Regions from separate parts of the Mus musculus genome. Here region 2 is linked to region 1. The links are chromatin contacts, called in public promoter capture Hi-C maps. All regions are on one chromosome and are shown on one strand. Each heading gives the region's core, a stretch centred on a gene start, on an enhancer-like site or on the middle of the called end of the contact. The rest is flanking DNA. Distances are from core to core; before and after follow the strand shown. Region 1 holds the start of Adrm1 (adhesion regulating molecule 1). Region 2 holds the start of Rtel1 (regulator of telomere elongation helicase 1).

The links. Promoter capture Hi-C pulls out the DNA fragments that hold promoters and counts their contacts.
Region 2: a contact with region 1 is called in a promoter capture Hi-C map of pre-B cells. The contact joins the promoter of Rtel1 here to the promoter of Adrm1 in region 1. A contact is called at or near these places in 5 of 39 promoter capture datasets (cranial neural crest, frontonasal cranial neural crest, liver and 2 more).

Annotation. Positions count from the first base shown.
Region 1 is chr2:180,168,790-180,175,801 of GRCm38.p6, reverse strand. It overlaps Adrm1 (adhesion regulating molecule 1), which reads right to left and starts at 4,214. Exons shown (of 10, transcript NM_019822.3): 1 at 4,114-4,214; 2 at 3,555-3,768; 3 at 2,830-2,946; 4 at 1,769-1,892; 5 at 1,407-1,493; 6 at 856-937; 7 at 410-642; 8 at 47-204. The coding sequence starts at 3,767. It overlaps Gm29886 (a long non-coding RNA gene), which reads left to right and starts at 4,552. Exons shown (of 4, transcript XR_867152.3): 1 at 4,552-4,636; 2 at 5,019-5,294.
Region 2 is chr2:181,315,345-181,322,356 of GRCm38.p6, reverse strand. Rtel1 (regulator of telomere elongation helicase 1) reads right to left here and starts at 2,633. Exons shown (of 34, transcript NM_001001882.3): 1 at 2,501-2,633; 2 at 1,300-1,551; 3 at 1-45. The coding sequence starts at 1,401.

The DNA of each region.
Region 1 (7,012 bases), core at 2,965-5,464:
CAAAGCTAAAAGACACAGGTACAGAGAGTGCCATGGACATCCATACCTGCTGGAACTGGGGCGAGGTTAATGTGTTCTGGATCTCATCTGCAGTCTGGGGCAGAGACTCCCCAGAGGGCAGGTAGGGCAGCAGGCGCTCCTGAACGTCTGCATTGGCAAGGATGGGAGCCATGATCTCTGGGGTCAGCACACTCGCCAGATCCACTAGGGCACAAGCAAGGTGGCCATCAGTGGCCTGATGCTAACCCAGGCACCCAGAGGGCAGGAGACTGGGAGCCTGTCCGCAGGGCAGCATGAGGTAGGCAGGTGTGGCTGGACGCCATGGACACCAGGCTCCACATCTCCAGGAGTCATGGAGTTTATGGTCAGCAGTCCTTCACCCTGTGAGCACCCACCCACAGCTCTTTACCTTGCTGGCTGCCTCCTGGCCCTGCCGGCACGTTCATAGTGGCCAGAATGCTCTGGAGGTCGCTCAGCTGGATGGGCTGGGTCGGGCTGGCTGCTGTGCTGGTTCCATTACCTGAGCTGGGTGCGGGGCTTGGGCTGGTTGCCGAGGCAGCTGCTGGGGCAGAAGGGGCTGGGGTGGCGCGAGCGGAAGAGGTGGAGGAGGATGGGGTGACGGCTGCCGACTGGCTCCGGGAGCTGGGGAAAGTGAGCAAGGGCTGGAGCAGCTAGGCCCACCATGCTTCAGGGCTACTTACTCCTCAGGTCTGCAGGCCCACCTCCCCAGGCAACAAGTTGAGGTAACGGGGACCCTCTACCCTATCTCCTGAGTGAGTTCAGAAAAGGAGAAGGTGCTGGCTGGTGCTAGGTAGTGCCTGGTATTCATGTCAGGCATTGGGGGATGGAGCTCACCTGGATGAAGAGCTGCTGGCTGGAGGTCCACTGCTCCCCAGCAAGCTGGCCAGGCCTGGCCCAGTGAGGGCCCCAAGTCCACCTACAGAAATAAAGAAATGTGTGCTAGATACACCCTCCAGCCCACTTGAGAAGACACTAACCCATGTCCACCAGTAAGAGAAGCTACATATTCCAATACCAACACCAAGGGATGAACAGGGAGGGTTAGGTAGCCACAAGAGGCTGTAGTGACCACGCCATACTAGTCTGCATTCTAAAAGCTATTCTACTGAGTTAGGTCATTTCCACCCCACCCACACTCATACTCACGAACAGGCCAATCTCAGCCAGAACAGTGCCTTCTAAGTAACTGTACCACTTGTGCTGTACCCCAGGTAAACTCCATATACACATGCTAGACCAGGCCCTCTCCACCCACCCAGCAGACAAGCACCTTCCAAAGGAGCGGCACAGGGAACACACAGACATGGCTGAGAGAAAACCCCGGGTCTGCAAGCAAGCACTGAAAGGGCACCTATGGGAGGGAGCCAGGGACAGCGGGGCATTACCCAGTCCTCCCAGGCCGGCTGGTCCGATGAGCTGCATAAGCTGGCTGTGACTCATGTTCCCCAACAGGCTCTGCAGGCCACCCTCACCTGGTAAACACAGGAATCAGACATGGGCCTGCTGTGGTGGCCTTGGCCAGGACCTAGACCCTTGTGAGCACTGCACTCTATGGCAGATGCTTGGCCTTGGCCCTACCCAAGAACCACTGAGGGAGTAACAGCCTCTGGAAGGAGGCAGCAGGGAGCAGGTGAGCTCTGTGTAGATGGGAGGAAAGAAAGAACCAGAACTTATCAAGCAGGCTCTGCCTCACAGTGTCCCCAGTCACTGAAGGACAATGCCCCACGCAGGTCTAGGTGATAATTACCGCCCAGTGCTGAAAGCTCATGGCCACTACTCCCACTTGCTCCCAGTGACCCAGGCATGGGGGGGTTGTTCAGACACTCGTTGACTTTCCGGCAGTGCTCCTCATCTTGGTCAGTCTTGGGCTCCTGCCAGAGAGCATATGCAAAGAGCCAAAGCTGAGCAGTCTGCACAAGGAGCGGCTCCCTGCACCCATGTGGCCAGCTAGCCTCAATCAGCGCGCGCACACAGTGACTGGAGAGGCAGCACTACAAATGTGACAGCACAGCTCAATAGGACAGCAATGGCAACAGTGAGAAGGCCCCAGAGCCAATGATCACAATGCAAGACTGCAGTGCCTTCACTGTATGGCTCCTGGTGAGCCGTGCAGGGAACGAACTGATCCCCACCACCAGGCAAAGGGGCCACACCCCTTGTCCTCTCTGTGTTCTAGATCCTTGTGCTCAGGTGACCAGAACCCAGGCTGAGAGGAAGCCCCTCCCCTCCTGGTACTTTGCAGACAAATAGCTGCTTGTTGCCCCCTTTCACAGGATGACAATGGTAATGGCTGTGTACCCCACCCTTGAACATACCCCAAGTCTAGCCCTGACTCCAGACTGGACCCACATACCCAAGAGAGAGCCCATGTCCCATACCACAGCAGAACCACATTAACAGTATAAGAAACACAAATATGCCAATGGTCTCCAACAGGTGGCAGACTGTGGAGACTGCATTTGAGGGACACTGCAGATGTGGGTGAGATGCAGGAGCCATGACACTGAAGGGCCTCGCAACACACAGCACAGAAGAGCTTAAGTGGGGGACGTTCAACTGCTGAGAGAACAGAGGGCGTCACCTCTGGGAGCTAAAATTCGTGGCCATGGAGTAATGGAAGACCTGAGGCCCTGGAGCTGTGTGCCTACAGATAAGTCCACGAGCGGGGCTCCGGTGCCTAACCACCAGCTAGCCACCGTGGTAGGAACGCAGCCAGACCAGGCCCTCCAGGTCAGCACCTTCTAATGTGGGGAAAGTAACCCCAAGTGAATCACAAGGAAAGACAGAGTAGACCACTCTCCTGCTTACCTGCATCCAGAAGAAGAGCCGCTTGGACCCTGCCTTAAACTTGAGCACGTAGACCCTCCCACTGGGGCACTGAGGTACCCGCTTGAACTCACAGTCATCAGGAAAGATAATCAAGTCCTGGCGACACAAGGAGGACAGTCAGACGACAGATAGACAGAGGCACACAAGTGTGTACCACCAAGGCTTAGGTCCCTGAATATTTGCTGGACCCCAATAACAGGGTGGAGTCAAGAAGTCTCAGACCCCAGTGAAGACAAACAGAAGAGGGCCCAGACTGGAGGAATAGAAAAAGTGCTCTCTGAGGACCAGACGACTTAACAGAAACATTCTGGAACTGTGTTCCAAGAAGTAAAAGGTCAACCAACTCTGGCTAGCTGCTCCTAAGTGTAACAAAGAACAATGTACTTTGGGAGACAAAGAGCCCCAAGGAAAGCAGCCTCTTCAGAGCGCTAAACTACCCGAGGCTGTGGTGAGGGTCATATCTGCACACTCCTCCACAAGACTGGAAGTTTAAGGCCAGGGCTGAGGCCACCAGCCCACCCTATCACCCTGTCAGCAGGCTGTCTCTGCTAAAACCTTAAGAACCATGGTCACCACGGGGTGCATGGCTTCACAGAGTGACTGGAGCACTCTGCCAACCTTGGGACCCCTACACTAATCTATGGAAGATGAAGCCATATTCCCTGCTCTTGCCCCGCTGGCCTGTTCTGGCTACAGGCACTCACATCCTCCACGGTCCCAGAGGTCCTGTCTTTCCAACAGAAGTGAATAAGGGAGTCGTCCGTCTGCTGGATGTACACGAGACCTTTCCGTTTATCTGGGGTGACCGTAGTTCCTTTTAATGACATTTTTCCTGCCCGGAACTCCACCAAATATTTGGTAGAAGACCCCCGAGAGCCGGGCACCAGGCTTGGGAACAGAGCGCCTGAAGTCGTCATCCTGAAAAAACAGAGCGAGGCCCGTCGTTCCGCGTCGCGTGCTCAATGTCCCACCCATACGCCGGTCGGCCCGCGACTGCCCGGGAGCGGGAGCGCGCCAGGCTGCGCAAGGCCAGGGCTGTGCGCAGGGCCGAGCGCAGCCCCGCGGAGCCCCTGCTCCCGCGACGTCACTGCCCGCCCGTGCGGAGGGAGCCTCGCTGCGTCCGGCCCCGGCGCGTCTGGGGCACCGGCGGCCGGCCCGGACTGACTCGGCCCCCCGGCTGCTGCCGCGTCCCGTCCTCCCGCCGCTCGACCCAGCCTGGAGCCGCGTGCGCCTAAGCCGCCGCTGCCGCCACCGGGCCCCTACCTGGCGGTGCTCACACTCGGCCTAGGGGCACCGTCCGGGCTCGCTCTTCCTCCTCGGCGCCTGCCGGGCCTCGCCGGAAGCCCGTGCTTGGCCCGCCCCGCCGCCGCTCTCGCCGCGGATTGAGTTCCGTCAGCCGCGCGGCCGGCCCCGACCAGGTCCCGATTGGCCCTGGTCACCGTCCATCGCATCCGGCCCGCCTCCGCGCCGGCGGCCTGTTTCCGGCGGAAGCGCGGGCCAGAGCGGCCCCTATTGTTGCTGTGTCATAGGGGAGCGGCGGTGGCCCCTGGCGGCAGCGCTGGGAACAGCGCCCCGGCCTCCACGACTCGCAGAAAGGGCCCCCGCGGGGCGGCGCTGCAGAGGTCGAGACCAGGGTGATGGGCACCGGACCGTACACCAACGTGCTCGTGGGGTTGAGCTGTGACACGTACCCTGGGACGGATGTCCGCTGTTACCCATCTAGTTCTGAATGGACCTGTCTCTCTCCACACCGCAGGGAGACAGCCTGTCTGATTTGCATTATTGGGTGAGCGAGGTGTCAGGGCCCAAGACATAAAATAGTCACATGGTTTAAAAGGTAGGAGGTAGTCTCTTGACACGAGAGCGAGGAAAGTGTCAGCTTCATGTCACTTTGTGCTAATTTGACATACATTATAGGAAAGTACAAGCGGCTGCTCAGGATGGGGGAGTGGAGGTGGGGTGGAGAAGGTAGCATGGGGTTGCTCAATGCTGTAAGAACAAGTTCACAGAGCACCGCGGATGGGTGGGGTCTAAGGGCTGCTTGTAGCTAGTCAGGTAGGGTGCCACCACCTTCCTGTAGGGCAGAGGTGCTCGCAGAATGTAAAGCCCAAGAGTCCTCACAGTTTCTTTTACACACCACTTCCATTTCTTTGCTTCCTCTATGACAGCTTTAAGGCCCCAGGCCCACCCTCCAGCCCTCTCCAGGGCCAAGCAGTGCTGAATTCTCTGGCATGCTCCACAAGTTACCATCTGTGTATATGTGAAACGTGTGCGGTCTTTTTCTGAAACAAAGGTGAAAAGTAGTTTTTCTCACTTACTACTGTCTGACGCCGACACCAACGTGTTCCAGGCCAGCCTGAGCTGGAGGGAGTCCCGCCTCTAAGATGCATTTCTGTCGCCACTGTGGCTCACTCGCTTTAGTTCCTGCTTGGAATTCTGATGCAGTAAGTTCTACATGCTTGCGTCTGTCATCTTTTTGTTGGACTCTGTCCTGTGTAGTTTCCTTTTTTTAAAAGTGTGTGTCACCCATGTGGCAGTCTAAGCACAACATTCAGTAACTTGCTTCTTTACACTCTGGGTTCCTGTGATCAGACTTGGGTTACCAGACTTGCCTGGCAAACAATGTTACCTGTTGAGTCATCTCGCTGGCCCAGTTTCCAGCTTTACTACAAAAACCTTTGAATTTCGTTAGGTGTGGTGGCTCATGCCTGATAATCCCAGCCCTGAAAAGGCTGAGGCAGGAGAACTGCCAAGTGTTCAAGACCAATTTAAAAGATTTAATTGGGACTGGGGAAATGCTTCCGTGGTTAAAAGCACTGGCAGCTCTTGCAGAGGCCCCCAGGTCTGATTTCCAGCACCCATATGGCAGCTCACAACTGTCTGGAACCTCAGTTCCATGAGACCGGATGCCCTCTTCTGGCCTGTGTGAGCACCAGGCACACACACACATTGTATAGACATGCATGTAGGCAAAACACACATAAAATGTTTTAAGTCATTCTTTAAAGATTTAATTAATTTGGGAGCAGTTTGGAAAATAGAGCTGTCACTTCACTGTTATGTTCATAAACTGAAAGTTTATCTTTGCTTGTTGTCATGCTGGCTATCCAACCCAGGGCCGAAACATTCCTGGTTAATTGCTTCACCCCCACCTGGGTGTGGTGGTGCACACCTTTAATTCCAGCACTCGGAGGCAGAGGCAGGCGGATCTCTTGAGTTGGAGGCTAGCCTGATCTACAGAGTGAGTTCTAGGACAGCCAGGGCTACACAGAGAAACCCTGTCTCGTAAACTCCCCCCAAAAAAGTGCTTCACCCCCAAGTCACATTTCCAGCTCGATTTTGTAATTGGTTTTCATCTTATGTGTATGGGTGTTTTGCCTGAGTGTACATATGTACATGCTGGGTGCCTGCAAAGTCCAGAAGAGGGCTATCTGGGATCCTTAAGACTGAAGTTATAGACACATGTAAGTCACCATGTGGGTGCTGAGAACCTTAATGGGATGATGCAGCCCGGGCTGTTTAAAGCCCACATAAACAAAACTTCTTTGCAGGTGACAATTCTGTGTGGTGCTAGGCAGCCCTCATCATTTCTGAGAATCTTAGTTTCCAGAAGGCAGTGGTGGAGCCTGGTGTCAGAAGCTGACACTATAGCATGAAGCAGCCAAAGAGAAAAAGAAGAAAATCTAACCTGGTTGTGGCCCCAAGCAAATGTTACTTGCCACATATGTCAAAGCTGCTACTAGAGTCACAAAGAACCCACATTTCAAAGCCAGGAGATTGGGCTTCTGCCAGGTCATGAATGTTGAGGGCCTTGGATCCAGTATCTTCTCATGAGCCAGGAAAGCTTACAGTCCTATGGCACCTCCCATGCCTTCCTTAAGTATTCTGTAGCGGGAAGCACACCATCCTAGCTGGGTGCTGAGAAGGCTGTGTTCGTGGCCACTCCATTTGAGTGCTGCATAACGGCACAAAAAAGGCAAAGATGCTGGTCCCCACAGTTACTGCAGTTCACAAATACAGTCCTTGGAATGTCCAAACCTGTAGTAGAACCCAACAGTGGGTAGGCTGCAGTGATTACCTTGGCCCTGACCTGTGTGGACTACATTGTGGATGGTTTCTGTCTTTAGTTTCCATAAGGGAAGTCAGCCACTGGGGAGCTGAC
Region 2 (7,012 bases), core at 1,384-3,883, 1.1 Mb before region 1:
CGTCTTCCCAGTGCCTGTGGGGCTCTCCAGGATGCCATTCACTTTCTAATTGGTGTCAGGCACAATAAAGGGAAAAGCAGGGGGTGTGGAGAGAAGTCAGATGACTCTGAGATGCACAGCTCACACCCAGAGGACACAAATTAGTTCATGACATTTTCCACTAAAAGCTGTAAGTTAAGATGTCCTCATTAGCAAACTATAGTGGTACACAGAGGCAAACAGATATCTGTGAGTTTGAGGCCAGGCTGGTCTACATAGTAAGTTGTAGAACAGCCAGGGCTAAGTAAAGAAACCATCTCAGAAAAACAAAAACCGCCCTCATTAGCAAAATAATTTCAGAGCATTTCTCCAAATATGACAGAAAATTTCAGCCTAATATAGTCAGATGACTAATCAGGTGCTAAGTCTCAAAATAGGAAACTGCTCTACAATTCTGGATATAGGCATTCACCATATTTGAACAGAATTTGATGTCTTCTGTCCCAGATATCAGATAGAAGCCTGAAGAAGACATTTGAGGAAAAAGTGATTCAAATACAAAAAGGCAACCTCAAGAAACTCAGTAGAAAGCTAAAAACTCCACACCCCTAAGATTTAAAGACTTTTTCCAGGGTTCAAACACAAAAGTCAGCCACAGTAATACATGCCTTTAGCCCTAGCATGCTGAAGGCAGAGACAGACAGATCTCTGTGAGTTGAAGCTAGCCTGGCTTATCCAGAACACCTAGGCTAAAAGTTAGATCCTGTCTCAAAAATAAAATAAATAAATCAAAGTCTCATTTTAAAACTTTCCAAGGGCTGGAGAGATGGCTCAGCGGTTAAGAGCACCGACTGCTCTTATGAAGGTCGTGAATTCAAATCCCAGCAACCACATGGTGGCCCACAACTGTCCATAACAAGATCTGATGCCCTCTTCTGGAGTGTCTGAAGACAGCTACAGTGTACTTACATACAATCAATAAATAAATCTAAAAAGAAAAAAAAAACTTTCCAAAACATTTTCCCCAAACGGTGAAAGCTGGGTATTCCTGCTCCTCTGCATAGAAATGTGCCTCCTAAGCCCATTCCTTATCAAATAGACCCAGCACAAACACCACCTACTCAGAAAGGACAGCAATACATTCTCAAAGTTATCCCTCTCTATAACTATCTCTTTTGTTCACTTGTTATAGTCTCCAACCAAAGAATGCAGACAAACCCAGTCTGGAATGGATGAGGGTAGGGCTACAGTAGGGGTTTGCTGAAGGTATGCCCTCATTGCCCCCTCTCTAAATTACTGTCTTGAGCTTTGTAGCTTTACCTTCTGGAGACATTCTAGCACCTTGGTCATATATTCCTGTTGGCATGGGTAGGGCTGGAAAGGAAAATCCACTGTCACACCATTCAGGACTACCCTGGGCATATCAGCCTATACTGAGGAAGACACGGTGGTAGGCCAAGATGCAGGCTGTCTGGGTCTGTGAGACAAACCCCTCTGATCATCTCAGTGTTTCAGCCACTCCAGGTAAGTGTTGGCAGCATGTGGCATCAGGTTTCCCTCTGTAAGAATTCCCTACAACACAGATAAGAAGAAATCAGCCTTTGTAGCCACAGACCATTACACCAATCATTTTAGGAAGCTGTCCTTGTAGGGTCAGAAAATCTGTTATTTCCCTATCAAAAGGTGCTTAGAGCCTATCATGGTGGCACACGCCTTTAATCTCAGCTCTCAGGAGGCAGAGGCAGGGGTATCTCTTAAGTTCGAAGCCAGCATGTCCAGGGAGTTCCAGGACAGCCAGGGCTATGTAGACCCTGTCTCAAAAAATAAAAAGGAGCTTAGAGATCTAAAGATGATCCCCTGGCTCACCCAATTCCATCCTAGACTGAAAAGCAAAGCAAAGCAAAAACCCAATGTAGTTATCAAAACAAGCACATTTTCAGCACTCTACCTGCAACTCTTCAAAAAGTCTGTGACTAAGAACCTAGGAGCATCCCCTTGTGGCCTGGACCTGAACACAAAAGCGTGGAATGTCTCCAACCTTTGATGCTCTTAAGATTGGGGTCATGCATCATTCGGTCCAGGTGTGCACCCGAATGCAAATAAAGTAGTAAAACAGGCAGGGCGTGGTGCTCCAGCCTTAGTTCCCAGCACTCAGGAGGAAAAAACAGATGGATCTCTGAGTTCGAGACCAGCATGGTCTGCAGAGCGAGTTCCAGGACAGCCAGGAATACACAGTGACATCCTGACACGCAAAACCAAAACCAACCAAACAAAGGTAGCAAAACAGAATCATGATCTGTTCAGCCCTCCGCAAGTCACTAAACTTCTCCAGACCTCCAAGTCTACTGACAGGCGAAAATCTATCCGCCGTCTTGGAACTAGCCCAGGGAGGCGCCTCTAGCTAGACACTGGCAGCAAGAGCCCGGGACCCAGAATGCACCGCGGCACTTCAGAACTAGCGAGTGCGTGATCTATGACCTCTATCCACTCAGATAAAACTGTCAAGCGACTCCCAGCTCACTTGTCTCGGTAGGGCTGCCTTTCAAAGTCCGGTATCAAACAACTGTAAAGACACGGATCCCGCGTGCTCCGCAGTCCGCTGATTGGAACTTCGCGGGCAGATCCGTGTAGCCACGCCTAAATGCTACACTTCCGTTTCCTCCCTTCCGGTCCGCTACTTTGCACCCGGGCGGAAACCGGGTTCCGCGACTTCTGAGTCAGCAGGTTCCCTCGCCTCTGGACGCCAGGGGGCTGGGGGCTGGGGGGTGGGGCTTCGTGCAGTGGACCTGGCCTCATCTCTGTATTCTATCCAAAGCACTTAATATCGTCTAGAGTCTCGCTTGTCTCCCACTCTTTTTGCTTGTTTGTTTCGAAACAGGTTTTCTCTCTGTAGCCTTGATTGCCCTAGAGCTCACTCTGTAGACCAGGTTGACCTGCCTCTTCCAAGTGCTGGGATGAAAGGCGTGCACGCCCGGACACTCATCCCCACTTTTGCATTATAAGCTCCATCTTCTGGAATCTACTAGTTCATTTGGCCAGGCCACTTACATTGTCCGCACAACTAAACAAATCTAAAGCTTTCTTGTGGTTACTGACCTCAAGTCACAAAAGGCATCTTTTCACAGCTGGAGTATATAAAATCCAAATGGCTGCATCTTACCTAGACCCCCACCCCACATTAAGAGTTCTCACTGCCTCCTCTCTCACCCAGGGTCCAGCTTATTTTCCAATCAGTGTCTGCTAGCTGTCAGGTGAGTTCCTCTAAATCTCTAGCACCTAGCACTAGCTGACAGTCAACAAGGAGCTCCAGGGAAGAGAGAGCTGCAAAGTCCTTCAGGGCGGTGCTGACATCAGAGGTGTTTGTTTATTTCAGGCAATCCCAATAGGTATTAGAAAGAAATTGACATTTCAGTGGCTGGCTCTCCACTACTAATAGATACTTGTTTCAGAGCTTCTCTTTAATACCCAGGTAGTTTCCCACAGAAATGCCCATACTTGTGCATGTGAGATCATACTTACAGAACACCCTGACAAACCTATAGATTTCCTTCAGACCCTCATCTCTTATTGGGAATTTGAAGATGAAGGAGGCCACACACACTGGGATGGCACCAATTCCAGGCAAAACTTTCTGGGCTACTAGTGAAGCTGAGACATGAGCTGATTCATCTGCTGCTTGGGTTCACATCAAGACAAGTCTAGTTCACAGCACATAGGTAGTTGCTTTGAGGCAGCATGCCCAGCTTATAATGAAACTATCCTGGAAGGAATGAATATATTCTAAGAGATGCATATGATCTTCCTTTTGACTATCAGGCCATTTAAACAATGGACCCCCCAGAAATTGGAATTCCCCAGGAAAGGAAGGAAAAGAGTGAGGGGTACCAGACAGAGAAGGGACTCTTCTTAGGGAAGAAGATTTTATGCAGTTATGACAACTTGTCAGACCACTGTGGCAAAGAGACTGAAGCTAGAGATGATGGTTAGGACCCAAGGCTGCATAGTAATGTACACATCATCCAAATAAACCTAAGGATCAGAGCTGTAAGGATCATTTGGGAGATAATTGGACTTCACTGTTCCTCTGCCCAGTGTTGCCATATTGAAAAAAAAAAATCCTAGCTGGGCGGTGGTGGCACACGCCTTTGATCCCAGCACTTGGGAGGCAGAGGCAGGAGAATATCTGAGTTGGAGGCCAGCCTGGTCTACAAAGTGAGTTCCAGGACAGCCAGGACTATACAGAGAAACCCTGTCTCGAAAAAAACCAAAACAAAACAAAAAAATCCTTTTCTATTTTCACTATTACATTGTCTACTTTTTTTTTCCTCTGTGAATAAAACACTATCTCAATTATAGGGTAGATGTAAACCAACCACACATAAGATTGTGATAAGTATAAAGAAGAGAAATTATATTAAAGGGTTCCCCTGACTAGAGGCCAGGAAAGACTTCCATGAAGACTGTTGTGGGAATATTTTGGGAAAAGCTATGTTGCGCTTAGCTATAGGACTTAGTCATAGCAAATCTTCTAGAAAGTAAGGAACTAAAACAGGCTAATAAGAACTGAGTAAAGAGACATTAATCTAAGGACTCCCGCTATGTTCAAGAGTATATTAATGGCCGGGCGTGGTGGCATACGCCTTTAATCCCAGCACTCAGGAGGTAGAGGCAGGTGGATTTCTGAGTTCGAGGCCAGCCTGGTCTACAAAGTGAGTTCCAGGACATCCAGGGCTACACAGAGAAACCCTGTCTCGAAAAGACAAAAAAAAAAAAAGTATATTAATGTCTACCTTGAGGTCTGGGAGGTTGGGAATGACTGGGTCTTCCTGTATCTGTCTCTAGGAGCCTCCTCATTGCCAGCAGCTGCCGAGTACCAGGATTCTGCTTCACCTTTCTTGTCCTCTTCTCTCTGATGTCTTCCCAGCCCCAGCATATGACACAAGTTTTACAGGGACTTGCTGAATGACTGAGTATCCTTCTGAGGTGCCAGACTTCTCCTGCACAGTCCAGAGTGAATTCAGATCAGTAAAGAATTCTAATCTGTAATCTCTCCGCAAAACAGCTGCTCATGAACTTTCTTTAGTTGAATTTGGTAAAAACTCAAGGCCTGCTCCCAAACATGGCACCATTCTGAGGCAAACATTTAATATGCCTATTGTACCTTTAGTATTTGTTCTTACTGAGTGCCCAGCACTGTGCTAGGGACAAACAACACAGCTGGTCTGTGGAGTTCAAACAAGGACAGAAGTTTATGAGGGAGTACGCCCAAGGTGAGATTATGGCAGTTCAGTCCTATGATGCTTTTCTATCTGCAAGAGAAGACTGGAAAGTTGGGAAGGTTACTTCTCTTCTCTTGATCTCAGCAACTGAGTTTAGCCTCTGGAGGAGAGTCCATCTAAAGCACACTATAATACCCAGATGCAGGTACAGTAAGTAACTTATCTAGAGGACGTGGCTGCTTCCAAAGGGGTCAGCACCATTATTAGGAATAGATTTGTGTGCTTCTCCCTCCTTCCAGCTCCCTCCCAAAGCAGAATTCCAATGTACACACAGAACTGTGTTTTCTCCATGTGAATGAGCTTGGTATTTCTACATTAAAAAGTACCACAAGTAAGCATCTCAAGACAGTATCTAGTACAATTTCCTCCATCTCTTGGAGTCTGGCACCATGGTTTCATCTTATACCCAAAATGTAGAAACTCAGGGAGGTCAGAAACTTCCCCTCCAATAGAGATTGTCGTGTCAGAGCTGGTGCTGGAACCTGCCTCTAGCTCACACCAAAGCCATGTACTAAGTTTCATGTGTTAGCTCCTTACTTCTATCTAGGGTTTCTGAAGGCAAATCATGAATCTAGGTATTCATGTTGGCAGAATTTGCTTCCAGTCGTGGTAGCTTTAAGGTCTTGCTGACTACAAGATGGCAATAGCTTTTATGTCTTTGCCACTTGACTCCATAGTAAGGTCTATCCTGCTTTGAAAGTGCTCCTGTTAGGGTTGGAGAAAAAGCTCACTGGTCAAGAGCATTTGTTGCTCTTGAAGAGGACCAGAGTTCAGTTCCCAGCATCTACACTGGACAGAATACAACCACCTTTAACTACAACTTCAAGTGATTTGATGTCCCTTTTGGCCTCCACAGGCACCTGTATACACACACACACACACACACACACACACACACACAGGAAGAGAGAGAGAATAAAACAAATCTTTAGGGAAAGGGGGGCTCCTATTTATTTGGGCCCACTGGATATTCCCTTTCTATGTCTTTTAATCCACACAATGCAATTTAATCCCAACTGTCAGATACATAGGCCCAGGCTCAGGTATACATTACTAGGTGCAAGGTTATATGCAATGCTAATAGGATGGCTCCATGTACACCTGGTCCTTAGGTTTGCCCCTGACTTTTGCCTTTGTAAGCTGCCTCCTCTTCCTAAAGTCTTGGAGGATTTTCAGAATTTTACTTCTAGCCTTATGAGTTAAATGTTTGTGAAACAAGCCATTTTTGTCTAGATTTCAGTGACTCCATCTCAAAAGTGGATGAGATAGCCCATTAGATATTAGGCTGTCTTGTCAGGAAAGGCAAATCATGTGCTCCCTACTTGTCCCAGTAAGCCTTAATGTCACCTTAGCACAGCCTAGAGTCACACAAGAAAGGGATTTCAACTGAGGAATTTCCTGGATCAAAATTTACCTGTGCCCATGTCTTTGGGGGGACTGTCTTGATTGTTCATTGCTGGGCAGTACACTCCTAGGCAGCTTGTTACCTAAACTTTTTTTTTTTTTTTTTTGAGACAGGGTTTCTCTGTGTAGCCCTGGCTGTCTTGGAACTCACTCTGTAGACCAGGCTGGCCTCGAACTCAGAAATCCACCTGCCTCTGCCTCCCAAGTGCTGGGCTTAAAGGTGTGCACCACCACCACCCGGCTTACCTAAACTATTTAGGAAGGCCAGAGAAACATAAGCCTGTTTGTGAGCCAGAGAGCAGCACTTCTCCGTGGTTCCTGCTACATTTCCGTAAAAGTGACTAGGTTTC